Linked DNA regions of Pogona vitticeps: region 1 is linked to region 2. Evidence: chromatin contacts called from public Hi-C data. All regions are on one chromosome and are shown on one strand. Each heading gives the region's core, a stretch centred on a gene start, on an enhancer-like site or on the middle of the called end of the contact. The rest is flanking DNA. Distances are from core to core; before and after follow the strand shown. Region 1 holds the start of LOC110072694 (basic phospholipase A2 PLA-B). Region 2 holds the start of C7H1orf174 (chromosome 7 C1orf174 homolog).

Region 1 (6,758 bases), core at 700-3,199, 480 kb after region 2:
ACGCCGAAGGGCACCCACGGACCCATGTTCCCCGATGGGTGGGGTGGGCCACCCTGGCTCGTCAACTTCCCACAGCTTCTGGGCCAGTGGGAAGAGGCATCTGAGCAGTCCGGTCGCCCGCAGGAGCCGTGGCGCACACAGTCAAAGAGAAAAAGGTTGGTATTAAGAGACCCAGGCATCGCTCACCGCTCTGCATGAGAGAGTTCAGCTTCCAATGGAATCTAACTCAATTGTGATGCTCAGCACCGTGGTGCCTGTGGAACAGGAAAGGCGAGAAGAGGCCGAGAAGAGAAGGGCAGGATGGACTCCCTGTTCTTTTTTGGGGGTTGCACCCTGAAAGGTTGGGGTTCAGAGTTGAAAAAAAATAATATTTGCAAACTTTGATGTCCAGGGAGATTGGAAATGGGGAGTAGTTAAAAGCCCCCTGAAACTGTGCACAAAATCCTAACTCTAGTAATGTAAGGGGTTTTCCCCACCACCACCCTGCTAGGGGCTGCAGAAGTTCGAAGGGGTGCCAAGGAATTCTGGGAAATATAATGCCAAAAAAAGAGAGAGAGAGTAATTTTTCCAAGCTCAGTGTTCTCTCCGGAAAGGAGACAGGTTAAATAAAATAGTGAGATTTCACTGAACACATGGCTGTATCTTTACGGAAGATGGGGATCAACCTGTGGCTATCTGGATGGGGTTGGACTACAACCCTCATCAGTTCTAGCCAGCAAGCTGAAAGATAGAGGCTGATGGGCATTGTGATCCACAAATTGCCCCCCTTTAAATTGCTTTAAAGGTATCTTCCTTGACGTGGAAAGCTGGGTTAGAATCAGATGAAGGAGCAGTTAAGACCTGGTGGAAGAAAGGCAAATCGTTTAAGAGAGGGAGATGATGCTATCGCACCCGCAGAATAGGAAATGACTTAGAATGGGTCCCAATGAAGGCGAAAGAAGAAAGTGCAAAGGCAGGATTGCAGTTGAATATTAAGCGAGAGAAATTGTATTTACAGAATTCCATGACTTCAATGTTGACAGTGAAGACACTGAACTTGTTATTTAGGCCTGGGTGCAGTCATCCATCCAAATGGACTGAATGCCAAGAAATCAGAAAAAGACTGAGACACAGAAGAGCAGCTGTGAAGGAATGAGAAAAGACCACCAAATCTAAAGAGGTGTTGCCAGAGATCAAGGCCAAGATCCTTCTATGATGTTTCTGATTTCTATATATGGATGTGAAAGCTGGGCAAAAAAGAATTGATTCATTCCAACTTTGTTATTGGAGATCAACTTTCTGGTTATTATGGACCACCAGAAAGACAAATAAGATCAAATCAGGCTTGAACTGTTCATAACAGCAGATGTGACTAAAAAAAAAGAAAAGACTCACTGGAAAGAACAATAATGCTAGGAGAAAGTGGGAGGCAGTAGGAAAAGAGGAGGCCCACCTAGGAGATGACTCAGGAAAAGAAACCATGGTCTTGAGTTTGCAAAATCTGAGCAGGGTTATTAATTAAGGGAAGAGGTGAAATCCCCCCTTTTCTCCTATAATTTCTTTTTTGTTTTCCAACTAGAGAAACAGACGCGAGAAAGAAGAGAAACAAAACGGAGATGGTGTCAAAAGGAACCTGCAAGTTCCTCTAGAAGAAAAAGAAGCGACCCATCTTCACTTTTCAGACATCTATGAGTCAATTGAACGCGTCGCTGAGGTGGCCGGAAATGGGAGCTTGTGCCCCTCTAGCCCCCCCACTCCAGCTCCATGGTGGACCCCTCCCTACTTTCTTCTGGACGTCATCGAACGTCGTTGGATGCGGTGGGCGTGGCTTTTTCCGGAAGTGGAGTGGAGGAGACCACCGAGAGCGGCGAAGGAGGTCGTTTCTCCGCCTGAGGCCGGATGTGGTTGGTGGTACCGTTGCCATGGGAACAAGGGGATCGGGGAGCCTTGGGGGCGGGCTTCCGGAGGAGGGGGCGGCCGCTTGCTATGGAGAAAGGGGGCCGGAGGTGACTTGGGGAGCCGAGAAATGGGGGGGGGTTGCTATGCCTTTGCGGGAGTATTATGGGATAGTTATTATGGGATGTCGCCCTGGTGCGGTACTAGCCCGGACTTGGAAAAGTGGCCTTCCTGGCTGGTGCATGATGGGAGTTGTAGTCTGGGATAGGTAACGCCTCCCAACCTGTCTATCATATGTAGGCCGCCTTTCTCCTGGCTTGGGTGGGAAGTCGGGGGGGGGGGGAGGAGGAGAGAGACACAAAGTGACCCTGACAGCAGAAGAAATTACGGAAAACACACATTTTTATAATTTTTTTTAAATCAGTAAAAGTGCAATAGTAATTAAAAGCCCATTAGTTAATTACAGACTTTATTTTTAATTCTATTTTTATTTTTATTTATCTAAAACATATGCATAAACATAAAATACACAAATCAAAATACAATGTAACTGTGTTCCCCACCACCGTACACTTAGAAAAACAAAAAATTCAGCATTAAGGTATTACTATTATTCGATGTCCTATAGTTTTGCTATTATTTTTATTTTTATTGTTATTATCATCATCATTATTATTAATATTATTATTACTGTGATACTGAAACTGATGGGTTCAGAGGAAGCAAAAGGAGAGGCCCTGAGAGTTTCTTTCTACCATTGATTTTTAAAGAGCTGAAAGACTAGAGTGACTTACAAACGGAAATTTTTAACCGGCCTGTTTTGACTGTCGCCTTCTTCAGTTGCGCTGGCTAGAAGTTTGTTGATTTTTTTATTTTGCTTTTACCTGAGCCACTGAAGAAGGCGGGAGCAGAGACGTGTGGCTTGAATAGGCACATCCCTCTTGCAAGGGCATCGAGGCGGCCAGGAGCACCTCTGCACGATGGAAACTTAATGCGCCAGCAATGATGTCCGCCTCTGGAGAGATTTGGTCTGGCCCCGGTCATGCAGGCCCTTCCGGCTGGATTACTGCAAGGCGCTCTGTGTGGGGCTGCCGATGGGAAGGGCCAGGAGACTTCAATGGGTCCAAAAGGGTGCAGCCAGATGGCTAACCAGGGCTGGTCGCAGGGATCACATAAGTTAAAGCCAGACTTCCCTGGTGTGGAGTCTCAAATGTCACATTGGCCATTGAATCTGTTGGCTGAAAGTGGCTGATCAGCTTCTTTATATTATCTAACCCTCTTTAACCAACTCCTCTGCCTTTCTTGGCCCGGCTTCCCCTCCCGGGAAGCACCAAGCCACAAACTCATATGTAACTGTTTCACAAGAACGAAAAGTGAAAGAACCGAACTTTCCAGAAATGAAAAGGAGGAAAGAGCTGTTAGCTAGGCAGTGATTCATTCTCAGTCAGGCTGGAAACCCTGAAACAAGTGCCTGCGTTCAGCTGGTAGGTGTCTGTCTGTCTGAGCATTTAATTCATTTTTGCTTGGTACAAGTGCAATGAGAGTTATGTTTTTTAAAAAGGGAGAGGAATGTAGTTTCTGAATTAAATTGTTTAAACTTTTGTATTTGAATTCAGAGTCACTAGCCCGTATTGAGCTTCACCCCAATTGCTGTCATCTAGTAATACAGAATTGGGCTGCCCCAGCATTATGTAGGCAATGATTTCCATGGAGAAAGCCCTTTCTCTTCTTGGGGGAGAGCAGGATCTGTGCGAGGAAAACCATTCTGTGCGACCACACTGTTCAGTGGAAGCTCAACCAGCTACTAGCTGTTGACCCAAACTTTCCCCCCAACCTGACTGAAAAGCAGCCTTGACATGCCCAGTTCAGCCACGTCACACTTGTGTTTAAAAAAAGCATTTTATCTGAAATTTGTCCTAGTCTTTGAAAGCGATGGGTAGATTCCTCAAGACTGTTGCAAATGCACTTGAAATGAATCTGGACACGAAGAAGCTGCTTGGAGGGCGGAAGGATTGTGTTCCACTCGGCAAGGGTGAGCAAACCCTGTGGGTCCTGCGCAGATCCTCATCTTTTGTGGGCTGTGCCACTTTTAAATTTTTTTTTCTCCAGTGTTTTTTCAAATGTGGAAACGCCGGGATGTTGGCTTCTCCTTTTTGTAAAAAAGTAAAGAAAACCTTCCCATTCTCATCTGCATCCAGGAGCTTTGTTGTGGTATAGAAATGGCATTACTTGAAAGGAAGTCATACAGAGGAGGGACAGGATCTGTTCTTGATTATCCCAGAGTGCAGGACACGTCATAATCGGCTGAAGCCGCAGGAAGCCAGGTTTAGGCTGAATGTTAGGAAAAACGTCTTGACTGTTAGAACAGTATGACAACGGAACCCATGACCTCGGGAGGTGGTGAGTGCTCCAATGCCGGAGGCCTTCAAGAGAAAACTGGGCCACCCTCTGTCAGATCTGCTTTGATTGGAATTCCTGTCTTGAGCAGGGGTTGGACTTGATGACCTTACAGGCCCCTTCAACTCAGTGTGATTCTGTTGTGGCTATGCCATGCTTAGGCATGACTGAAAGGCTTGTTATTCAGCCAACGTTGGAAACGGTTAAAGTTTCTCGTCCGATTAATCTAGATCCATTCTGTTTTTCCCTTCCAGAGATACACATCAGGATCAGACTGTAACGATGGATGCTGCCGGGCGCCCTTCCACGGGCCAAGTCATCCTCCTGGCTACCAGCTCGGCAGTTACGGCCATCCTGTACGCCATTTACAGGCACAAGTCAAAAGTGGCTCACAGCCTGAAGGTCCGTGGCTCCTTATTACTTTAGCTAGTTGCCCTTTGGTTCGCTGACGTTTCCAATCACTGGGCATTTGGAAGGGATGAATAAAGTCCCAATTAAAAGTAGCAATACAGGAGCTTTTCCACTGTGCCTTGTCTGTTTTCCCACACAGGGGGACAGCCATCTCTAGAGGTCCACCCTTGGAGGGACATGTCTGATCTTGAACCCCCAGCATGAGTTTGAGTAAAAAGACCCCTTATGCTCTCTATGTGGCTGAAACATATATTAAAAAAAACACAGGAGGGGCGTAGGCTCCCTTCAGAGCATGACAAAGGGCTCCAGCACTTATTTAAATAAAGCAAAAAATACGAAAATAAAATCAGAGCCTGCTGGGGCTTACTAGGTACCCCTGCCCTGCCCCCAGATCCAAGTGGGGTCCTTTGGCAGCTAACACGAGTGACGGGTGGGGCTTCCTGCTGCTCCAGCAGCCCTCAGCGGCCCTCGAAAACCTGATCCGGAGGGTTCCCCATGCCCAGCCCTCCACCTCAGCTTTTTAGCTTGTGTTGATGGTGGTTGGGACCGAAGGAAGTAGGAGAGGAGACCACCGATTTTGGCAGGAACAGTCAAATCAGGAGGAAGAAGTCCATTACGAGATCCCGGCAGCTGAGCCAGTGGCTTACTTTCCTCTCTCACCCCCTTCTCCGACCTGTTGCTAGTTAGCAAGTCCTGATCTTCTGGCGTCTGGCCCTTCCTAGCTGCCTTGCGTAGATGATGTCTGTGGGTTCAGAGCTGGAACCGGTTCTGCAGCAGACGAGCGTCGCGTGGTTGATGAGCTCTCTTGTCCTTTGCCCATGGTGTGGCTGTAGCCAAGCTGCTGATTCGGAGGAGGCTTTTACCAAAAATTCCTCTTTGCTTCCCCCCCCCCCCCGCGACTTTAGGGAGCCAAAAAGGTCACCCTTGACCAGGACTTGAAGACCTTCCTTATGGAAGCACCAGGGAAGTGTGTTCCTTACGCCGTGATAGAAGGTAGGATCCTCGAACCACATGGATGTCTGGGGGGTGGGCACGTCCCTGGTTTGCTTCACCATCCCTGCTTTTCTCTCTCCTCCCCCCCCTCCGGTCACAGTGGGTTAACAACGGCAGGCAACTTGGTCCCATTCCTGTGTTTCAAGCTTTAGCGCTCCGAAGGCTTTGGGATGTAAAGGAGACGTCCAGAACACTTGCCCCCCCCTCCAATGTGGTCCACTCCTGGATTATTATATAAAGTGAACAGGAACATAGAAACAGATGCAGTCTTCTCAAAAAAATGTTATTTTATTTTCTCAGCCGGAAACCCCTCTTCCAAAGTTCGAAACATCTCTTCCGTATCTCCTTGGAGATATGGAAGGACCTAAATAATTTCTAGGCAAATAAAACAACAGGAGCGAGGAACGCTCTGGGCCTGTTAATGGAACGTCGCCTGCTATTCTGGTTGTTTTACAACTTTCCTGGAAGTTGTCTGTGAATAAGGACATGGGAACCAAGAGGTGTCGTGTCTGCAGAAGGAGACTCTGCATCTCCTTTCCCACTTTATTTTCTCAGTTGCTCTTTCTCATAGTTTTCTTTGGTATTTGAGTCACCTGTCTCTGTCTTTGTCATCATCTACTATTGTCTCCATCCTGGTTCTGGAAAAATGGGCGACAGGCCATGAAATGTCCTACCAGATAAAACTTGCTCGTAATCAAGGTGCTGTTAAGATTCTTTTGTTGCCTTTGTTACCTTAGACCAGTGGTTCTTAACCTTGGGTTACTCAGGTGTTTTTGGACTGCAACTTCCAGAAGCCGTCACCACCAGCTGTGCTGGCTGGGGTTTCTGGGAGTTGTAGTTCAAAAATACCTGAGTAACCCAAGGTTAAGAACCACTGCCTTAGACTGAACACAATCCCACCCCCTCCACCTCCATCTTGGAAGGAAAATGGGTTGAAGCTTCCTCTCCACTCTTTGGTAGATGTTACACAGAAATGTGAAACTCAGAAGTAAGAGCCTGTCCAGACTGTGAAATTTGGTACTATCTGGCTCCGGCTGAAAAGGTCCTTTGCTCCAGTGCAATCTATTTTAACAAGCTGAAAC
Region 2 (5,892 bases), core at 3,154-5,653:
TAAGCACCATGCAAATGCTGAGCTGGGAGGTGCAAACAGAACCCATTTCAAGGATACAGCTCCTCTGCAGACACAGCTAACAGAGAGTCTAACATTTCAGGGGGTCCATCCCACTGTAAACCTTCTTCCATGGAGATGGGACCTTAAAAATACTCTCTGAGTGCAATGTTAGAGTTTTTGCAACCTTGCATGCTTCCTCCAGCAGGTGGGGCTAGAGAGATCTTTCTGGGCTGGGGTGGCTATCAATCTATCCAGCACTAACCAATCATTCCTTCCCTGCCTCTGAATTCAAAGACAGCCCCACCTCTCTGCTAAGAGCTTTTTCCCTCTCCTTAGCCTGTTGGAAGCAGTTAGCCTGTGGAGGACCGCTGCTGAAAGTCAGTCAGCCATGTTGGTCAGTTTGCTGTTTGATCTGTCCTATTGTAAGTAATGAAATGTTTTTATTCTTTCTCTTACTAATGTCTCAGAGCGAGTGGCTGAGACTGTAAGTGCCAGCTAATGAGAAGAAAAAAGGGGTGGACTGAACTGGGGAATTTGGAGCTGTTTCTGCTCAGTGAATCCCTGTATTTTTATGACAAAGCTAGAGGGATTTAACCGAAATCCAAAACTCCGCAACATTTTCTAGCTCAGAATCACTGTTTTTAGGAACACCGTGGAAGAGAAATGCAGGAATGTTCAAAAAGAGCTTGAACAAGGTGATGTGAAGGTTAAAAACAATCCCAGAGGGGAAAGTTTAGGGCTCTCTTATTCCATCAAAGCCCTTTCTTTGTTCTCATTCCTACCCTTGTGGTCTAGCGCTGAGTCCCTCCTCTGGTTCACCTCCCTCCAGACTCTTCCGCTAGGCAACAAAACAGCCATCAGAGTGATTAAGTTTGGCTACAACAGGTCTTAAAATTGTTCCACCTTGAAAAAGACTGGGAAAATGCTGGAGTTTTTGCAACCTCGCAGGCTGCCTGTAGTAGGTGTGGCTGGGAAGGACTTTTCTGGGCTGGGATGACTGTCAATCTATCCAGCAGTAACCAATGGTTCCCTAGTCCCTTGGAATTCAAAGAGAGCCCCACCTTTCTGCTTTAGTGCCTTTTCCCCTCTCTTTAGTCTGTTGGAGACAGCAACCCTGTTGAAAGCAGTCCGTTGAGGCGTTCGGAGAAAGTCAGTTACGTCCATCAGTTTGCTGTTTGATCTGTTCAGAACTGTAAGTGAAGGAAATGATTTTTTTATTTTTTATTTTTTACTCTTTCTACTGCTAACATCTCAGAGTGAGTTACTGAGATTGTAAGTGCCAGGTAGAGAAGAAAGGGCATGGTCTACTCCAATGAACCTGAACCCTATTCTGTTCTGTGAATCCCTACACTTTTGCTGCACAGCTAAAGGTATTTACGCAGAACAATCAAACTTCTGCCGCAAAAGACTCTAGTAAAAGTGACCTCTCAAGTGGCTGAAGAATGTGGGACGTGTCATCCATCGCATCATAGTAAGGTGTCACTGAACTGTACGGGAAATGCTCTGATATCTGTATTTCTGAAGGTGCTTTGATCCCCCCGCTTCCTGTTGGCTGATATTGCCATCAAGTGGCCAAAGACCATTCATCTATATCACAAAACTTCAAGGCAGAAAAACAGTGCTTTTGTGAAACACACACACACAAGACACACACATGTACACACACACAGAGATTCACCTATGTTCCTGGAGCCACATCCACGCCCCATAAAATGTCAAAACAACCTCTACAGGCTCTTTCGCTTTCTGGCATCGGCAGAGGCTTTATTCAGAAACGTTCCTCCCCCCCCCCATGCGACTGGACTACAATGCACATCTTCTCCAGGCATGGACCATGCTGAAGGGGGGACGATGGACACTGCAGCACAACTACTCCCGCTTAATTCATTAAGACCCGTGGAAGATTCTGCCTGCCGTTCAGCCTGAATCGGAGATCTGAGTATCCCTCTTGATTGGGGAAGAAAAAGCCAACAGCAGAACTGGGACTGGCAACAAGAAGGCTCATCTGGAGGAAAAACACTTCTGCATCTCAGCACCAGAAAGGATGCAACCCCTGCCTGTGTCGGGTCGAGGAAGCGTTTTACAGTCACCCACCAGAGAGCGATCAGAAGGGTGTCAATCCATAAGAAGGAATCACACAGAGGTTCAATGGGCTTCCTCTTGGCTCATGCTTTGTGTTTTTTGGAAACCCTAAATGAAGCTCACATCTCAGAGATTCTTCCAGGATGGTGAGAGAGAGAGAGAGAGAGAGAGAGAGAGAGAGAGAGATGCTTTCTTTGTGCATCTATTTCATTTCAGGAGTAAAGAAGCTCATTTGTGTCTTCTAAAAGTGTGTTGAACAACCCCAGTCTGGTCATTACTTCCCTATGACTTCTACCAGTACTACCAGTTTCAGCTGTTTTACAAAGCGACAAGGTAATGAACCCATAAATTGCTATTTCAGAAGAACAGCAGCTTTTGCTTACAAGAAGACCACCCAGGCATTTTTGAACCACGTCAATTAGGAGAAAAGCAATTCATCTATAACAAAAACTATGGCGTATCGCCTTCTCTCCCTCGATGTTTAAGAATTAAGCCACCCCATGCTCTATTCAAAGATTCCTTTCCTATATGGCTGGTTGGAGAAGGCCATGAGTTAAAGAGGATGGCTTTTCACATCCAGGAGGACCCCCAGATTTCCTGGAAATTGGTTTGAATCCCCTCAGCGGATACTGAAAAATGTGGATTACGGCAAATGCTATTTTAATAGCCAGCACTGTACAGAGTGTGGTCTTTGGCTCCCTCTAATAACCAGTTCTGGTAACTTCATCTTCAGAAATATATATTTCTAGGAATTTTTCTGTTAATATTTGTAATATATTCAGACCTTGGATAAGTGAACCAGTGGATACTGATCCAGTGGATAAGGGGCTCCTACTTTATATGTGCCAAGAGAAAGCAGCATACAACACCCCTGCCAGGGATTCTGGACTGTGGCAAGCCAGAAATGGAGATGAGGCTGATAATGGATTTCTGCCACACAATCTTTTCTGTATGCCAGCAGGTTTTGAAGAGCCGACAAAATTGTGTTTCAAGAGGGTTGTGGTTCAGGAACCACAAAACAGGTAGGGTCTTAGTAGGCCACAACCAACCTGCAGGCCACCCATTTGCCTAAAGTAGTTGTGTTAACCTGTTGCTGAAAAGACAATCAAGAACCTTTGCTTTTAGTGGGTCTGTCTGTGTTGGAGTTTCTACAACCTTGCATGCCGCTTGTGGTTTGAGTGACTAGGACAGACCTTTCTGGCCGTCAATCTATCCAGCACTAACCAATCCTTCCCTCTTGCCTCAGAAGTCAGAGAGAGCCCCGCCTCTCTGCTGAGTGCCCCTTTCCCTCTCTTTAGTCTGTTGCAGTCAGTGTTTGTTTGCGAGCTGGCTGTTGATCTGTCCACAACTATAAGTAATGAAACATTTTTCATCCTCTCGCCTACAAATGCCTTGGAGTGAAGGACTGTGCCAGTTAATGAGAAAGGGGTGAACTACTTCGGGGAAGTTATAGCTATTCTCCTCTGAGAGTCTGCATATTTGCTGTTTAGCAAAAGGAATTTGAAATGCAAGATTCTGCAGCAAGTCTCCACCTCTGAAATGGGAAGGTGGAGATTTCCAGGGCAAATCCAGAACTCTCCACCTGCAGAGCCCAGAAGCTGCCAGTTTGCCTGTGGGAATCGGGTGAATCTGTTTCTTATGGCAAAAGAGTTTCCAGGTTGTCGCCAAATAGTCTTTAAAAAGAGAAAGATAAGCTTGCTTTTAAAGCACCAGCATGTTTCCATGGCATCTGAATTAAATATATTACATAGAGGCGAGGGACATTCCCTTTCAAGGTGGGGACTACAAGTCCCATAACATCCCAGCCAGTATTATGGGCGTTGTAGTCCCTAAAAGGAGAATTTGGCCCGGCTCTTCCTATAGCACCGCACAGGCACTCCTGCTTTCATAGCTCCCTCTGGTTGTGGGCGAGGGGGTGGCATTTGGCCCCCCCAACACACCCAGACCTCAAAACGTGGGAGTTTTTTCCATTGATTTCTCAAGCCCTGCTCTTGAACTCCGAATGCACTGCTACAGGTCTCTCTACTATTTTCGTAAATCTGTGTTCCGCGCGGCCATTAGGCGACGCACGGTGCCCTCTAAAAAGATGGCCGCTCTGGCTTCGAACAGTCCTCAGAATTCTTTTTTTCTGCTTCTTCAAAAGTCGACCGAAACTAGGACGACCTCTTTTTCCGTCCTCTCTGTGGCCACCCAGCTGCTCCGCACGAAGGGGAAAGAACCGGGGCTTCACAGGGAGCGCTTTATTTATGGGCGTCGTGCTCAAAACAAAGATGACGGATCTAAAACCTGTGGGGTTTCGCCCGGAAAGACCGTGAGGGCGACTGACCTTGACAGAAATGGCGGCCGTGGCCTCACCGGGAGGCGGACACTTCCGCCAGGCCCCTCCCTCTGATTGGATGCCGTGCTGCGGGTCTGACGGAAGTAGGGCGGGAAGGCCGGGCGAGGCTTCCGCGCTACCGGAAGTCGGCAATGGTGCTTGGTGGATCCGACCGGGTTGGGGCTCCGTAGCCTTCTCCATGCGGGCCCGGAGGGTGAGTCGCGGGAGGGGCCAGCCTGCCCTTATTTGCATATGCTAATGGTGTTAATTGGCCTGGAGAGGCTAAGAGCTTTATGAACGGCCGAGCTGGGGTATGTTAATTTATGCAAATATACAGTAATACGTTGGAAGGTCGGTCACGAAGCCGACTTCCTGATACGGATTGGTTATGCAGTAGGACCCCCGTAGCCGTGGGAGTTTGGTTCCGAGCCCTCCCGCGGATGTTGAAAACCGCAGATAACAGCGAACACTATGAATCGCATGGTAAAAAGGGGGGAGCTGAAATATGTGTTTTCACGACATATTTATAACTGGCCAGGGGCAGGGAGTGCCTCCCTCCCCTCTGTTCACCTCCTTGACAACAACCCTGCAAGGTCGCCCAGGGTGAGTCAGACCCTAAGAGGGGAGGATTCACTCTGTCGCTCTTCAGATGCTCTTTCTTGCCAGTCAGAGAGGATCCTCTAATCCAGCAGTCCCCAACCGTGGGGTCAGCCAGATGGACTACAAATCCCAGAAACCCCACTTACCCCCCCAGTTGTGCGTGTATCCTGACAACTCAACATAGCACACACCATCATCATCAATAGAACCGCAGAGCTGGACGGGGTGCCCTATGGATGAGGGAGTCCATTCCCGGTCAAGGAGGCCTCACGGGGGAAACGAACTCCCAAACTCTAACTCTGCAGCTAGAGGCCCTCAACCCTGAGCTGTGTATGGGTCATGTCCCCCCCCCTTCATCCTCGCCACAATCTTGTAGAGTAGCTCAAGCAGCTCTCAAAGGTCCACACCAAGCACAGGTGCACTGAAGCCCTTCTTTCCCAAGGGTCAGCCCGTCGTTTGTGACTCATAACTCGTTATCCACTCCTTGTCGGTAGCTGTCCTGTTGAAGCTCTCTTTTCTGGGTTTTTTCCCTCCGAACCAGGGTCCTTCACAGAAGGGGACCCATCGGCGGCCTTCCAAGAAGCTGAAATGTGAAAAGAAAACTCGGGCCAAGGTGGACGTCCCGCAAGGTGCCGTCCGGGAAGGCGCCGGCCCCGGTCTTCTCTCCCAAGAAGAGCCCGCCCAGAGATCCTCCTCGGAACACGAATCGGCCGACCTCGAGAGGATGCTGCAAAGGCACGCCAAGAGGATGCCTGAGACAGATGGCGAAACAGCAAGAGAACGAACCGATCTCAGCGTGGAGCTGTCCGCCCGGGGCCCCGAGAGCGGCTTTCCCGAGACGGACCGTGGAGCTCTCCTCGAGACACACTTTCGGACCCTGGAGGACGAGGAAG

What was found. Hi-C and Micro-C count contacts between places; a contact is called where the count stands out from the background.
Region 1: a contact with region 2 is called in a Hi-C map of muscle, with 5 times the contacts expected there. The contact joins the promoter of LOC110072694 here to the promoter of C7H1orf174 in region 2. A contact is called at or near these places in 2 of 2 Hi-C or Micro-C datasets (blood and muscle).

The regions. Positions count from the first base shown.
Region 1 is chr7:11,313,830-11,320,587 of PviZW2.1, forward strand. It overlaps LOC110072694 (basic phospholipase A2 PLA-B), which reads right to left and starts at 1,950. Exons shown (of 4, transcript XM_078378924.1): 1 at 1,763-1,950. The coding sequence starts at 1,903. MUL1 (mitochondrial E3 ubiquitin protein ligase 1) reads left to right here and starts at 1,765. Exons shown (of 5, transcript XM_072977778.2): 1 at 1,765-1,887; 2 at 4,527-4,674; 3 at 5,589-5,676. The coding sequence starts at 4,555.
Region 2 is chr7:10,836,061-10,841,952 of PviZW2.1, forward strand. It overlaps C7H1orf174 (chromosome 7 C1orf174 homolog), which reads left to right and starts at 4,404. Exons shown (of 3, transcript XM_020781177.3): 1 at 4,404-4,613; 2 at 5,541-5,892. The coding sequence starts at 4,419.